4 separate regions of the Mus musculus genome follow, and regions 2, 3 and 4 are each linked to region 1. The links are chromatin contacts, called in public Hi-C and HiChIP or PLAC-seq maps. All regions are on one chromosome and are shown on one strand. The core of a region is the stretch at or near the end of the contact, and the rest is flanking DNA. Distances in the headings are between cores, read along the strand shown. Region 1 holds the start of Exoc2 (exocyst complex component 2). Region 2 has its middle 15 kb from the start of 4930519D14Rik. Region 3 overlaps Dusp22 (dual specificity phosphatase 22). Region 4 has its middle 33 kb from the start of Gm35109.

Evidence for each region. A called contact is a pair of places that touch in the nucleus more often than the background predicts. HiChIP or PLAC-seq counts read pairs in DNA pulled down with a chosen protein or histone mark.
Region 2: a contact with region 1 is called in a Hi-C map of Th1 cells, with 3 times the contacts expected there. The contact joins the enhancer-like site here to the promoter of Exoc2 in region 1. A contact is called at or near these places in 2 of 39 promoter capture datasets (the 3T3-L1 cell line and pre-B cells), 2 of 484 Hi-C or Micro-C datasets (Th1 cells and double positive thymocytes), 6 of 115 datasets of contacts at active chromatin or transcription factors (the 230-238 cell line, the NIH/3T3 cell line, bone marrow-derived macrophages and 3 more) and 2 of 9 other capture datasets (adipose tissue and liver).
Region 3: a contact with region 1 is called in an H3K4me3 HiChIP or PLAC-seq map of pro-B cells, with 2.0 times the contacts expected there. The contact joins the enhancer-like site here to the promoter of Exoc2 in region 1. A contact is called at or near these places in 2 of 39 promoter capture datasets (3T3-L1-derived adipocytes and pre-B cells) and 4 of 115 datasets of contacts at active chromatin or transcription factors (the SCID.adh cell line, effector CD8 T cells, memory CD8 T cells and 1 more).
Region 4: an H3K4me3 HiChIP or PLAC-seq map of bone marrow-derived macrophages shows a contact between it and region 1, with 2.7 times the contacts expected there. The contact joins the enhancer-like site here to the promoter of Exoc2 in region 1. A contact is called at or near these places in 4 of 39 promoter capture datasets (the C10 cell line, the HPC-7 cell line and pre-B cells), 11 of 484 Hi-C or Micro-C datasets (B cells, the C10 cell line, CD4 T cells and 7 more), 8 of 115 datasets of contacts at active chromatin or transcription factors (the 230-238 cell line, CD8 T cells, the SCID.adh cell line and 4 more) and 2 of 9 other capture datasets (liver and macrophages).

The regions. Positions count from the first base shown.
Region 1 is chr13:30,972,782-30,976,634 of GRCm38.p6, forward strand. It overlaps Exoc2 (exocyst complex component 2), which reads right to left and starts at 1,266. Exons shown (of 28, transcript NM_025588.2): 1 at 1,215-1,266.
Region 2 is chr13:30,628,530-30,631,996 of GRCm38.p6, forward strand. No RefSeq gene overlaps it. Among named protein-coding and RNA genes, the nearest start is that of 4930519D14Rik, 15 kb to the left of the region's middle. Within about 2 kb of position 1,497, at least 28 of the 459 cell types and tissues checked have an H3K27ac peak or open chromatin away from gene starts, as enhancers often do. A contact at or near this core is called in Th1 cells, where this site is marked.
Region 3 is chr13:30,690,774-30,694,570 of GRCm38.p6, forward strand. The region is part of intron 3 of Dusp22 (dual specificity phosphatase 22); the gene reads left to right. Among named protein-coding and RNA genes, the nearest start is that of Dusp22, 33 kb to the left of the region's middle. Within about 2 kb of position 1,253, at least 45 of the 459 cell types and tissues checked have an H3K27ac peak or open chromatin away from gene starts, as enhancers often do. A contact at or near this core is called in memory CD8 T cells and pro-B cells, where this site is marked.
Region 4 is chr13:30,580,459-30,584,047 of GRCm38.p6, forward strand. No RefSeq gene overlaps it. Among named protein-coding and RNA genes, the nearest start is that of Gm35109, 33 kb to the right of the region's middle. Within about 2 kb of position 2,328, at least 26 of the 459 cell types and tissues checked have an H3K27ac peak or open chromatin away from gene starts, as enhancers often do. A contact at or near this core is called in CD8 T cells and bone marrow-derived macrophages, where this site is marked.

The DNA of each region.
Region 1 (3,853 bases), core at 16-2,515:
CCGAATTTTAATCTGAAAAACTGGTTTTTACGTTGCTGATTTGAAGTTCTAAAAGATCACCAATGGATTCGGCTTGGGAGTAAGGACAAATTTGCAACAATCTCCAAAATGTTTCTAACTGTCCTTCTACCACTGTGTACTATGTATTTGTATGTAGAACTGCTCTTCCTACCGATGATTAGAAAATTAAAATAATCAATCAGCTCTGGAAAGCCCTGAAGATGCTCAGTGTCCCGTAGTTACAAATATTAAACCAAGACTTAACTATGTATGTGAAAAGAACCGAGTTATCCAACTCTATGCTTTCATCTTTAATAAATGGTAAGTTTGATGTATACAAAAATTGTCCTAAAATAAAAAGCTTTGTGATTTACAGATAGTGAATACATAGATTGTCTACCTATTTTATAAACTTACATATAAAACCATGGAAATTCTTTATAAATTTTTGGTGGCAAAAGTTGAAGAAGCCCCATACTAGAATACAGCCTTTACAAATGTTTTGAATGTAATCTTCAAGGTATCACCTTTTGGAAGGTAATAGTTCAAAATGTCTGGTACAGTAAATTAAATAATTGAAAAAGAAAAAAAAAGGACTACTTTCTAATAACTCCAAAAATTGTTTCCAACAAACAGAGGTTCCCCTGCTTAAAAATACTGTCTACTGTGTCAAACAAAAGAGAACATGTAAGAGGCAAGCACACATCAGCGTCTTTCTGTCACCTTTCGAATCACAAATTGTTCACACTTAGATCATTCTTGTTTTGACTTTCAGTTCCTTGCCATTGGGGGAATCTGTTACCAAGCCTGGGCCATCACAAGCTAAGCTTTATAAACAAAGTTAGTAGAGAGATAACCAGTTGCCATTAGTGTTTTTAGTGTAAGGCATTCAAATGGCCGAATGGAGGTGTGGCTGAACCCGCACTTGCTGCTCCCAGAGTAGTAAAGGAAACCATTCAAGCTTCCCGTCCACGTTAGCGCGGGGGACTTAAACAGATTCCAAGCAGACCCTGCACACCAGCCGCTCCTCCGGGTCCAGCCCGGCGGCCTGCGCGGAGGCGGGTGGGGAAGGCTCGGCCCGCGGCTCCCACACTCAGCCCCGCGCCCCGGGTCCCTCACCGCGCCTCCCCAGGTCGCCCAGCCCCGACGGTCCCGTGCCACCGCGGAATTCCACTCCGGACCCGGGGCGTCCTCACCCAGGACGCGACACTCACCTGCAGCTTGCAGGCGGTGTCAGGTCCCAGCCAACCGGTTCCAGGCCGCCGCAGCCAGCACTAGGGCCGCACTTCCGCACGCCGCGAGCGCCGAGCGCGTCGATCCGCCGCCTAGCCGAGCACCGAGTGCTGGATGGACCGCCTCTTCCCAGAGGGGAAGGAATAGAAGGAGGACCAGACTATGGAGAAGGGAAGTTAGAGGATATCGACGGCATGGAAGTGGACAGAGAGGGAAGAAAGGGAAAGTGGGGAGGGAGGAGGAGAGAAGGGTGGAGAGGTGGAAAGGAGAAGAGGAATTGATGGGAAAGGGAGAAAAGAAGGAGGGAAGCAGAAAGGAGGAGAGGGAGAAAGTGGAAGGGTGGAATTCGGGGAGGAAAAAGAGGGGAGGGGTAAAGAGGATACAGTCGGTTAGAGTCACAGTAGATGTTGCCCAAGAGTCCACAGCGGTCAGGGATCAGCACCAGGTCAAGAGGCAAACCTCAGTCAAAGGACTGCATCTAGCCAGGAGTGCCCGCCTTATTAAGATTTCTCACAGGTCAGAGCTTTGGGGTCCCAAGGGTCTGAGTGGCAAATTGATTTGCAAACTCACAAGACCCCCATATTATAGAAACGACTGCTATCTACAGCCCATAAGCCCTAAGGTTTGAAGGTACCCTCCTGTGGACTCTGGAGATGGCCAGCTGAACTGAAGCAGACATATCCCTGTGGCTTCCTCTGTAGCAGGAACGAAGGACAGTGATCTTCAGCAGAGGATAATGGCAGAAGCATAGGGTCTACCTGTGGTTGTGTTGCCATGACTGTGGAGAGAAGTAGCTACGGGGTGCCCATTATCTAAGACCAATAACAGCCTAACCTTTCTAATGCTGAGACCCTTTAATACAGTTCCCCATATCGTGGTGACCCCCAACCATAAAATTATTATGTTGCTACTTCATAGCTGTAATTTTACTACTGTTATGAAGGCAATGTAAATATCTGTTTTCCGATGGTCTTAAACAACCCCTGCGTGAAGATCATTCCCCCAGGGGGGTTAAGAGCCACTGGCCTAAGCTATTTTTTTTTCAGATATCTTTCTGTGAAGCATACCTTATGCTTCATTCAGTACATACACTGAAGAGGGTGTCGTACAGGCACTATGAATTAAGAGATATTGTATGGCTTCATTTTTCTCTCCTATTTGTGAGAAGATACGTCAAAGTGTTTCCAGACCATCCATTTTGAAGATCAAGGGAACACTCTTTATTCGTGAGCAAGAGACTTGGCAGCAGAGGTCCTAAGGAAATACTGTAAGAAATCTCTGGCAGTCACGGAGCCTTTCACTGTGAAACAAAACCCTTCAGGTCTCAGTGACATGCCATTTGTCAGGTAAGGCTGCCTATCATCAAAGCCAGAATGGTGGCTCTGGAAAACTCACAGAGTTTTCCCTGGATCAAAAAAAAATAATAATAATAAATATACTATGCTAGTGAAACAGAAACACTCAGAAGAGGAAAGAGACTCTTTTGTTAACATAAAGAACACTGGTACAATTTTCTTTATTTTTCCCCTCCCTCAAGTTTCTGCTCCTAACCCTGAAACTAACTAGCAAACACTGGTGCAGAAGTTGCCAGAAAATAAAACTGTTAAAACTAAAATTGCTACGGTAGCCACTGAGGCTACAAATCATTGTATAGGTTTATGTTCTCAACACTTTCAGATTTCATTAGAACTAAAAAGAAGGATTTTGACACAGTACTTCCAATCTATCTAAAACAGTCTTCGGAAACACCAGGAGACACCACTAGGCTCCCTGGATAATTTATGTATCTGTTTTGCCTTACATCAATACCTTAAGTACTCAGTACTGCATGGCATGTCAGCTTGAAAGGGGCCATACATAGTTAGTGTGCAACCTAACCCTCAACACAACTGTAAAGATGCCATCTCTTAAGGCGCCTTCTTAGGAGAAGCTAACGATTAGTTAGTTGTCCTTGCTGGGGCATTCCTGCCATATTCATTCTCATAGTATGTACCACAGAGACCCACTGTGACAATGATTCAGTCCACCAGGCTGGCCATCCATTAGACCTGTCAGCAGAGTACCAGTCTCTTCATTTACTCTCTTGTCCTACTCTTGAACTTCCTGAGAGAAGGGATTGTGTGTGCTTCACAAAATGGTTGTAGGATGAAAAGCTGAGATTCAAGTGTTCACCAAAGCTGTGGGGAGAGATCTATTTCTAGCCATCTACTTCAAAATCTGCTAAACAGCCAAGCAAAAAGAAAAAAAAAGCAATGTTTGATAAATTTTGACGATATAGTGACAGTTGACATGCTTTAAGCGAATACTACCAGTGTTGGCATCCTTCGTGGTTAAAGCTGCAGAGACAATTTGAAAGCCTGCAAGGTTGTCTGTCACACAACCCGAGCTCTTTCAGAAATTCCTTAGCCATGGTTCTTGGTTTAGGAAACCCTTTGACTCATGTCCTTTTTACCTTCGTTTTAGCTATCCTGTGCTCCTAGCAACTGCCCTGATATGAACCTAGCAATCTCCATTTCTCATTGGCTCCAGGTCTCAGTGTGAAAAGTCTTCAGCAGAGTCATATGTCTCTGATCAACTTTACAGTGAAATGGAGCCCCGTGGGCTTTTTATTTACTTGAAA
Region 2 (3,467 bases), core at 247-2,746, 340 kb before region 1:
CATTGGTATTTCTGTGGGTTGCCTTGGTTACTTCACATTGGGAGCTTCCATGTGAACAGCGTCTGTCTGGCAGAGCCCAGCTGGAGGCAGCACCATGAGTTGTCCTGAGTGACAGCTAAATTAAGAACGTTTCCAAAGGAAGGAGTGGCTGAGTGAGGACACCCTGGTTCTGGGAGGCTGTGGGCGCTAGTTATGAGGCAGCAGGTACCCCAGGGTGAGTTCAGTTCAGATTACAGACATTCAGGGGATTTTCAGTTCTGCTGAGAATTAGCTGTGTGACCTTGTGGATAGTTTTACCTCTCTGGGCCTCAAGTTCCTCTTCTGGGGAATAAATACTCAAAAGCTATTTCTAAAGGTCCTTCTAGATGAGGAACCTAGGAAGAGAGCGGGGAGGGGGAGGACTTTTTCAAGGTCCCATTGTTCCTCCTTTACCAACTTGGTCGCAGGGTCAACATCAATTCCATAGAGCACCTCCCTGTGTCAAGGACACAGGGAACTCGTTGTCCAACCACACTAAGAAATACCTCCGTGTGCTTTTCCATCCCACTTACTTGTCTGTGCATGGGCAAGGATATGTTTTGATTATGAACACCGAAGGCTCGTACTGGAGCCAACTTTGGCCAAGGTGAGGGCTTGAGACATGGGACCAGCAAGGAGCTCGTAAGTCATCAGCAACAGTACCACTGGGACTCAGCAGTTACGCCTCTCAGCTGGAGTGTGGAGCAAAAACCACTCTCACCCATCTCACGGGCCCAGGGAGAATGTGGTCCTGGACTATATCCCCAGTGCTGAGGAGAAGGGGAGGACCTTACCCCAGCTGCCTCATTTCTCCTTGCCAGCATCTTCATTCTCTACTTCTGCTCAATTTGCTACTTGATTGAAAATAGCTCTGACCAAAACGTTTTCTATGGGATGAGACCCACCTCTCACTCCTTCATCTGAATCCCTAAGAAGCATAAATGCCAATCTTGTACCAAGACCCTCTACCTTATTCCCACTCCACTTTATGAGACCAAACTCAAGCGGAGGTTGAGGTGGCCCTTAGTGCATCCACTTACAAGAGTAGGATGGGAGAAACTCTTGCCTAAGGAAGATCTGGCCTCTAACTCGATCAGGGTCGATGATTGGTTGGGTTATGCCAATCTCTGAGCCCTGGAGGAGTCGTCACATGTGTTCTGAGTGAACACGTTAAGGAAGATAACCAACTAAAAGTGAAATTACTGGGAAAGATAGGCTCACCAAGTGAACCCTACTTCGGGACTTTAAAAAAGAAACTAAAAAGATATTAACTACACAACATAAGCCACCCAGCTTTTGAAAAGAGGTTCCTAGAAGGCAGTGAAACCAGGCAGTAAACATCGAAGCCAGCAGCGTATTAGCAGTTTGCATTAGAAGGCATGCTGCCGCTGTGCGCCTGCATTTCTGCACCAGGAGAGGACCAGCAGGAACCCACAATGCTATGACATTGGTTTTGAATTTTCAGTGACTTGGGCGGGGGTGGAGGGGCGGTTCTTACAGACCCACATCACTTTAAAAGTTCTGACATCAGTAAGGCATGCACAGAGCCTAGAAAAAGGATGCTTTTCGGTTTGCTTCCCCGTGGTTACAACCTTAAAGTTTAAAGAAAGTATCTCATGGAAAATGGTGGCTGTCAGCCCTTCCTCATTTTACAAGAGGCTCAACAACTCTCAGACAACTGGAGGTTGGTGGACCCCCCACTTCCTGTTCTGGGAAATATCAATCTTCAGTTGTCACTAATGTTACATGTATACAGTGACTAAAGGCACACGTTCTTTCAGAGCTTAGCATCAGACCCAAACCAAGATTGTATTAGGACCATTGGTGGGATAGGTACCCAGGTGCTGATTCTGACACGATCTGTACTGAGGCTTGGTGTTTACACAGCAGATTAACTGTTGGTCTTATCAGCATTGCTCTGTGGTGGTGATATTTTGACCTGATTTATGCTTAGTAGCTGTTACTGCCCCCTGCATTTTGCTAATGTGTGCTATGTTGAAACTGCCATGTATAGTCTGAGTCTCTCTGGCTCCTCCGCAGATGCCTGATTGGAATGACAGACAGACCAGACAGACGGACATTTGTGTGGACAGCCATGCAGACAGCATGAGAAGGCAGTGGGAGGAGAGCCATGACATTCTATATTAAATTATTCATACTGAACATATATTTATAGAAATATTTGTATCATGTTCATATAAATGCATCATATTTAGTGTCTAATTATATTTAATATCATAAAACACAAACTCTGACAGATGAACATTTTTTCCCAGATTCCATTTTGTTCATGTCCTATGGTTCTTTCTAAAAGAAAGAAGTCTTTGATATTGTCTTCTTTAAAAATTAAGGTAATCAGAATTTTTAAAATCTAAAGTGGATAATTCCATAAAATGTATATGACTGACCCCCAAAATTGTAAAATCTAACGTGGAGTTCCAAAGCATCCATTTTGAATGCATATCCTAAGTGTGCAGAGCAGCTCAGTGAGTTGCATAGACCCTGGAGTCTCTAATTCTGCTGTGTGAGGTTTTTACTTGTCTGAAAGTATTTTAATGATAAAGTATTTTGATATTTATAATAAAATGATAAGTATTTTGATGATAACTATTTTAATGATAAAGTATTTTAATGATAAATTTACTTTAAATTTTAAATAAATAAAATGCCTTCTGGATAAAAGTTTTGGGAAAAATTTCAGGACTGTAGCATGCCTATTAGTAAAGTCAATGCATTATTTTTCTCTAAAGTACTGATTGTGTTATAGAAAAAAGTCACGCTTTCTGAAACAGTTTCCTTTTAAAAATTAACTCGATCTTCCTCTGACTGCTCTTGGTTGACTAATCATAAGAAATCTCCCCATGATGAGATAGTTCCAATTCTGATTTTATCATTGTGAGGAAAAGGAAACTTCCATTTTTTTCCCTTAAGAGGGTGTGTCAGTGCTTTTATACAGACAGCCTTTCTCTGAAAGAATACATTTCCTGAGACATAGAATTGTTTAAGCTTAGATAATTAGTTATTCTGATGTTTAAAATGCAAAGCTATTTGTAAAACTCAAGTAAACAAGATTTAAAGGTTATTCTCACAAGCTAAATCCTAGCAACAACAACAAAAAAAAATGGAAGAGAACTAAGTATTGTTGCCATAAGATGATTGTTTTAAAAGAAATACATCCATGGGTTTAGAGAATAGTTCTGGGATGGACCTCTAAGAGTTTCTTTGTGTGTATATAAGGTATGAACACGTCCTTTAAAAATTGCCAAAAAAAAAAAAAAACAAAACAGTGCCCTGCTAGTTGGTCAGTAGTGTGTGTGTTGAGTGTACACACAAGAAGTTTTTAACCCAAGCACTGTGTGCTTCCCTGCAGGTGACTTAGGCTTTAACTGAAAAAGAGTGTAGAAGCAAGAGGCATAGAGTTTTGATCTCCTGGCTTCCCATCAACCTCT
Region 3 (3,797 bases), core at 3-2,502, 280 kb before region 1:
CAGTCCAAATTCTAATTTTGCTTTTAATTTTAATTTTTTCATTCTTGGAGTGGAGACCCGGTGGTTGGGGCCTGGTGAAGTTAGTTCTTAGTAGGGTTTCAGGTTTAGTCTGTCCTTGTGTCATTAGGCCTTGCAAGTTTAGATCTGGGAAGACCTGCTTAGCAGGCCTCTGGAAATATGAATGGGCTTGTTGTCAAAGAGATGCCATGACTGTAGGAGGAAGCCCCTTGGTTAGCCTATCCTATCTCGGGTGCTCACATCTAATCGTGGCATCTTTTTTGGCAGCTAAAATAATTTTTCCATCATGTGGATTTCTATTCCCATCCAGAATTTATACTCTTTCATTAGTTTTTAGTATTTCTATAAAGATGCAATTGGTTTTTTTTTAAGATATGTGGCATTTGTACATATTTTATCACAGGTATTGTACAGTGTGCAGTGATTAAATCAGAGCACATATGTAGCCTCCATTCTCTGCTGTTGCCACCCGTGTGTCCCAGCCACATTCTGGAATAGTTGTCTCTGACATCATCCTCTTTGCCATGGCTAATCCACATGCCTCCCTCCCTGAGCCTGCCCAGGTTCTAATATCTACTAGGCCACCTGTATGAGAAGAACATCTTTAGCTCCTGTGTGTAAGGAAGATTGTATGTACAGGCTATAATGCCCCCAGAGTCCAGCCATGTTGCTGTAGAGTTCTGTTCATACATGCTTCACCCTTGCTTCCTTGTGAGAAAGAATGGTTGTGCACAGCTGGATCTTGTGCACGGCAGGTCACCTGGATTCTCAGAGACTCTTGCTATGTCTGGGGTTGGGGCTAGTTTTAGAAATTGCACTTGAAACAAGCAAGAGTTTGGCCTCTTTCCTGGTTTTGTAATCAGAAGCTTGGCTCTGCCTATGTGCATAGCATTTGAACTGTCATCTTTAGTTTCAGTCCAAAGAAAGGCAAACCCCTGCCTTTTAGTGGTTATACTTGCAGAAACAGAAAACTGAAAAATGGTGGAACTTTTGAGACCTCGGCAGTTCTGGTTTGTTCAGATCAAGCCTCTGGTAAGCTTTCTGAACTTTCTTCTCTCCCAGTGATATGTAATTTCTTTCTAACTTTCTTCTTGACCCAGTGTTGTCTATTGACGTAATTTCAAAACCTAAACACACGAATTTCAGCAGGAAGCTAGCTTCTCAGGGCAGGCCGATCCCTTGTAAGTCCTGTGCTTCTGCCTTGTGTTTTCTAGCGTTTGCACCATGTGGGTCTTGGAGTGGTGACGGTGGAGCGTGTCATCCCCACACTGTGGGCACAGTGTTTACACATCCCCTTGCTTCTTGACTCTGCTGCCAAACTCATCACTATGGCTGCTGTTTCCTGGTTATGGTGGCCCCTCAGGAGGCCACAGAGGACAAAGAAGTGTCCCATAGAAACTGTGACTTTTAAAGCGCTAGTGGACCACTAACTGAGCCAGTTTTCCTGCTTTAGTGCAACATGAAACTGTTCTGTGGTTTGAAAAGTTTTGACTTGATATTTAATAACTCCATAGATGCTAACTGGCTTCCCAGAAGCCTGGTGTTCTGAAACACCATAGAAAGTACTCATTTTTGTTCTTCTATATTTTGTAAGAATTTTATCTCAAGGAATAAGAAAAACAATTTTGTTTTTTATGTGTTTCAAAATGTAGAGAACACGAAGCAGAAAATATATAGCAATTGCTATATATACTACTGGAAACATTGTTTCTATTTTTACTACTTGTAGATTTTCAGTTGGATTTCTCTAAGTTCTTTATTTTAACCTCCTTTCCTGCTATCCTTTACACAATGTAACTAAAAACATCACACACACACCCTTCATCCTTCACTCTGCAAAGCTCGCCAAAGAACTATCCCCTTGTATAGTTCATAGATAGGAAATGTCCGTTCTACTCATTAGAACAGGCTGATTTAAGTCAGCCCAGCTTTCTGGTGGCACAGGGGTCTCAGTGCTGCTTTCTGAATTAGTAACTAACTGTTAAAAGCTGTGCACATGTGAGACATCTGACGCCCTTTTTAGGTAGCTTAGTTCTGCCTTCTGTAGCCTCAAAGATATCTGTGCTTTGTTAATGACTAAGTCACGATAAATAGATGCTTTGGGGGGGCGAACAGCTAAGCCTTTTTGACAGTTTTGACTCCTTCAATGACTTGATTTGCATATTTCTTATTGTAGGTCATAGTGAAGTGGTTTGAGTGTCACTAGAGCATATGTAGACATCATGCCCTTTGCATGGCCTAAAAACCAGCTGTCTTCCTTTCCCAGTGGTACTTAACAGCACACACACACACACACACACACACACACACACACACCCTAGACCAATCTCACACTGTGACCCTATGGAGTTGATTAACACCTGTCTGCAGCTCTTGGACTTTGAACAGTGCCAGCCATGGGCCAGGATCATTCCAGGAAGTGAAGTGGTCTTGCGGTTATATAATCTCTGATGCTGCATTGTCTTGTCTTTTTCTCTGTTTTGGTTTAACTGCACACAGCACCCAAATGTAACAGAGAGGCACACATTCCTTTTTACAAGTTGCAGGAGTAAGAAACTGAAGGTGCCGCATGCCCGTCTCCACTGTGGGGGCAAGGGCCCTAGAATGGCCACAGTTTACTTCCTAAGCCTGTGTCTCAAAGAAGGGAGAATACCTTCTACCCGTTTTCTATGGCTGGTAGAGCCTCCTGCACACCGGGCTGGTTCTACTTCGTGGGCCCAAGCTTCTTTGCCTCTGTGCATCAGGTAGCACACAAATAAATGTGGCACTGTCTTGTATAGCCTAAAGGAAACACAGTGATTCCCAGTTTCCCTGCTAACAAGTGGTCAAGGCTTTATGCTCTTAGCAGGCAAAAATGCGATATGGCCTAACCTGTGTCCATCCTCTGTGTTTTCTGTCTTGATCTATCTTCCCAGTATACAGACTGGGCTGACTTCAGATTCTGCCAGCAGCCAGCAGCATGATGGAGAGGTAGGCATTTCTGTGTTGGCTTAGAGGAGTCCACTTAGCCTTTTGCATGATGGGAGTTGCCAAGCTGAGATGGCAGTGGCACACTTGAGAATCCTGTCCCTCTGGATGGAGGAAGTATTTGGGAGGAGGGATTTCACGAGCTCCTGAGCCTGACCAGCTAACTACCAGTTCTCACTCAGGAGCCAAAGGACAGAATGAGGGACTCCCATTGGCAGCTGGAGGAAGCAAGGGGCGTGTGTATTAGACAACACGCATGTAGATCTCAGGGGAAAAGAGGATGGAAAGGAATTTTTTTTTGGCAGAAGTGCTTTCTTTTCTAGTGTCTTACCCTTCAAGTTATACTGCAATTTGCCACCAGGTTTGGAAGAGCTTTAAATGTTTAAAATAACTGGTCAGTATTTCCAGCATAGCACAGCTCCTGGGGCCCAGGAAACATGAAGACAGGGAAGAAGGGGACAGGTGGAACTGGAAAGTCCAAGCCATACAAGGGAGAGCCTACTGCTTCCCTCCCCTTCCCTCCCCTTCCCTCCCCTCCCCTCCCCGCTGACAGAGCGTACACTCTGGCAAGTCCATTTGCTCTTGGGTGAAGTGCTCCTATGGGGATGAACAGAGGTTAAATTCATCTTCTCTAAGACTCAGAAGACTGTATTAAAAGATACAACACTGCTATATGTATAATGATTTTCTTTCAAATTATGATTAAGTAATTTTTTTTCAAAGCTTGAAAAGGTACATAGAAATGAGGGGAAGTTGATTTTTATTTTTGAGGGGTTTTTCCCATGAACCCCCCCCCACCATAATGGCAGATG
Region 4 (3,589 bases), core at 1,078-3,577, 390 kb before region 1:
TACTGTGTAAGACAAGCTCCCTCCTTAAAAACTAGGAAAAGCATTTTCTGTAGATGAAATAACCTGTTGGTATTCAATGACACCTGTTTAGAGGTCACAGTTTAGAGGTCAGCACAAAGCAGTTTTATTGTTTTTTATTTTTTTTATTAGATATTTTCTTCATTTACATCTCAAATGCTATCGCAAAAGTCTCCTATACCCACCCCTTGATCCCCTACCCACCCCACTCCCACTTCTTGGTCCTGGCATTCCCCTGTACTGGGGCATATAAAGTTTGAAAGACCAAGGGGCCTTTTTTTCCCAATGATGGCCGACTAGGCCATCTTCAAAGCAGAAGTTTTATAAGATGAACCCGTCCTTGTATCAGATGGAGACAACACAAGTATCATCGATCCTAAAGTCATGCCCTCTCCCAGGCCCGTGGGTACAGACAACCTTCTCCTGTTTACCAAAATAGATTTGTTCGGTCTATATTTGACCTTTATGTAAATTGAATCTCAAGGAAAATGTTTAACGACTATCTTCTTTCCTCCATGGTTTTTGGTTTTTTTTTTGAGATTTTTAGAGATTTGCTTATTTTATGTATATGACAGTTTTGCCTGCATGTAAGTCTGTGTGGCATGTCTGTGCCTAGATAGAGATCACAGAGGTCAGGTGAGAGTATTAGGTCCCCTAGAACTGGAGTTACAGATGGTTGTGAGCCACTGTGTGCTTGCTGGGAGTCAAACCTGGTTTCTCTGCAAGAGCAAGTGCTTTTAAACACTGAGCCATCTCTCCAGCCCCTATTCATTGTCTTGAGTTTTGTTAATATGGTTACATATGATTTTATATATAAAATCTCATTGTTATATGGTATTCTGTTATTTGAATAAAGCATAGCTACCTCTTTTATTTTACTGTTTTACATCCAGGTGGTTCGTAAACATTAGCTGTTACTTATATACACATTTCTTCTAAGCAATAGACAGTATCAGTTCCCAAAAACTGCCCTACTATTACATCCCACAGAGTAGTAACCATGCATTCCAGTTGTTCACTAACTTACTCCCTTTTCATATTTTCTGAGTTTTCAACTTAGCCATTTTGTTAAGCATGTAATGAATGTAACTTTAGGGGAAAAAAGGTCTTTAAGGGGAACAAAATGTGTGATCTCCCTATGAGAAATGACCCTGTGAGTATTTCAGGGCATTTTCTACTATTCAGAGATGAGCCTTTGAGAAATGAGGGTAGTCTGGAGAAATGGCTCAGCGATTAAGATCATTTAGATGTTCTTTCAAAGGACCCAGGTTCAATTCCCAGCACTTTAGATGCTTTAGAACTGTCCTTAACCTAATTCCAGGGGATCTGATACCCCATTCTGGCTTTCAAGAGCACTGCATGAACATTATTCACAAACAAAGGGGTAGGGAAAAAAAACACACCTAACTACATAAAATAAATAACACTTTAAAAAGACAAGAGGGATTTTTTTTTTCCTTTCCGTGGTCATTTGGATCAGCTTTTCCCTGGAGCCAGACCCTTACCAATTAGGTCCAAACCGTCAAAACCATCTTCCCTTGCCTTCAGAGAGTGTCCTATCTGGTCCTCTGAGTTCTTACGAACACCTCTGAGGCAAACAGAGCCTTCCTGAGTCTTCTTGGTTCTGACAATGGGAGGTGAGGTGAAGCTCACTGATAATGCACTCTCCTAGCATGTATGAGGTTCTGGGTTCAATTCCCAGCATCCACACAAAACCCTGGTAAACAGTACTTACTGAGTGCTGCCAGCCACTGTTCTGGGGCGGAACACAGAACAAAGCACTGTGCTTGCCACTCAGGGGGAGGAGGAGCTAACTGGGTCTTCTCAATAAGCCCATGTTTTCAACTGCCTGTGTTTGAAGCAACAGAAACAGAGCTCTGCATTTTACTTCTTGAGGTGCCCCGGAAGCTCTCAGGTTAAAAAAAGCATCTGGAATAATTTATCATGAAGTGAAAAAGGAGCTTCGGGCAAGCAGCCCTCAGCCACCCATAAATGACAGTACTGTATCACTACAGCGGAAGATGAACTTATTGATCTCGCAAGGGAGTGTAATGAACCGATGCTTGCTTGGTGGACACGGCAGCAGACAAAAAACTATCTAGCCACATAGTGCATGTAGTGGGCAGGAGAAGCCACAGAGTGGGAGACAGTTTCCAGAAAAGGGAAGCTGGAGTTGCATTTTCAAGCCATGTTGCAGACAGGCCCTGTGGGTGGAGCACCCATCCTGGGAAGATGAACTTGCTTCATGCCTGGTTTACAGCTCCTGGGTGCTTTTCATGGTCATACTGTGTTCCTCAGGGCACCCCCAGAGGGAGCTGCATAGCATGCTTCCTGTTTTATAGGCACTAGTGAAGGTAACTCTGAGGGTGGTGGCCATGGCTATGATCCTATCATGCAGGAGGCAGAAGTAGGAGGGTATCAGCTCACTAGATCCCTTCCAGTCTCAGACGTGTTTCCCTTTATGTAAAAAAAACTACCTCTTTATTCTTCTTCTTTCATAATGAAGGGTCAAAGGGTTGGGGAGGTGCTCGATGGTAGATGGGTTACCCAAATATAAGAGGCCATGGATTTGATCCTCTGTACTGGGGATGGGGGCCAGGCAAGGACGTTTCTTTACCTGTTTGAGTCTTCATCTCTGGCACCCAACATTCCTTAAAAGTACAAGCATGCCAAAAGAGTGACAGACAGTTGCTAAATTGGTCATCAGAAAAGTAAGTGACGCCTTCAAGGGAAAGCCAAGTTCCAACAGGGATTCATGTGCCTGGGACTTTGTACCAGTCTTTGGCTAGTTAAATGTCACCATCTGGACAGTGGGAAACTGCTGATTGTCACTCACTGAGTGTCTCCTGTGCAGAGGGACTGTCCTTCCCACTTCCCCAGTGTCCCCCAAGCTTGTGCAGGCTCTGGTTACCTGTTCTATTTCAAAGTAGCCAGGGTGTGGGCTAGGAGTTCCCCCAGAAGGAAGAAAAGGGAAGAGCTGTGTTCTGAAGAATGACCGGAGCCTCCACATAAAGGCTTCTCTTCTCTGGGGAGCCTTCGCTCTGTTGCAGCTGTGGAAGGCACTTCACAGGTCCATATCAGCAGGCTCTATGGAGATGCTCAGAAAACTCCTTCTTTTCTGCCAGCCATTAATTCCGTCCTTGTCCTGGACTGAAGAGTGGTGTTTTCCTTTGCATTTTGAGAATAGAGCCTTGACTAGCTCTAGCTCTGTTCTGTGTGTCCCAGTTTGAACCCTGAATCAGCAGCTACTTCTCAGACTACTTCAGGTTTGGGCCTGTGTTGAGGACAGGGACCACGCTTCAGCAGAAAGGTCAGTGATGTTCCAGATGTAAGAAGGAAGGAATCTAGAGATGTGAGTGCTCAGGCCTAATGGGGGCAAGGGTGTGTCTGTGACTTTTCCATTGGTGAAGTCCTGGACCACTAGGGAGAAACTTAGGAGATCACAGGAAAAACCCACAAGGGTGCCTCTCTCTGTGGAGAGGAAATCACCAAGTTGATAATAGTGAGAGAGAGAGAGAGAGAGAGAGAGAGAGAGAGAGAGAGAGAGAGAGAGAGAGAGAGGAGGATAGTA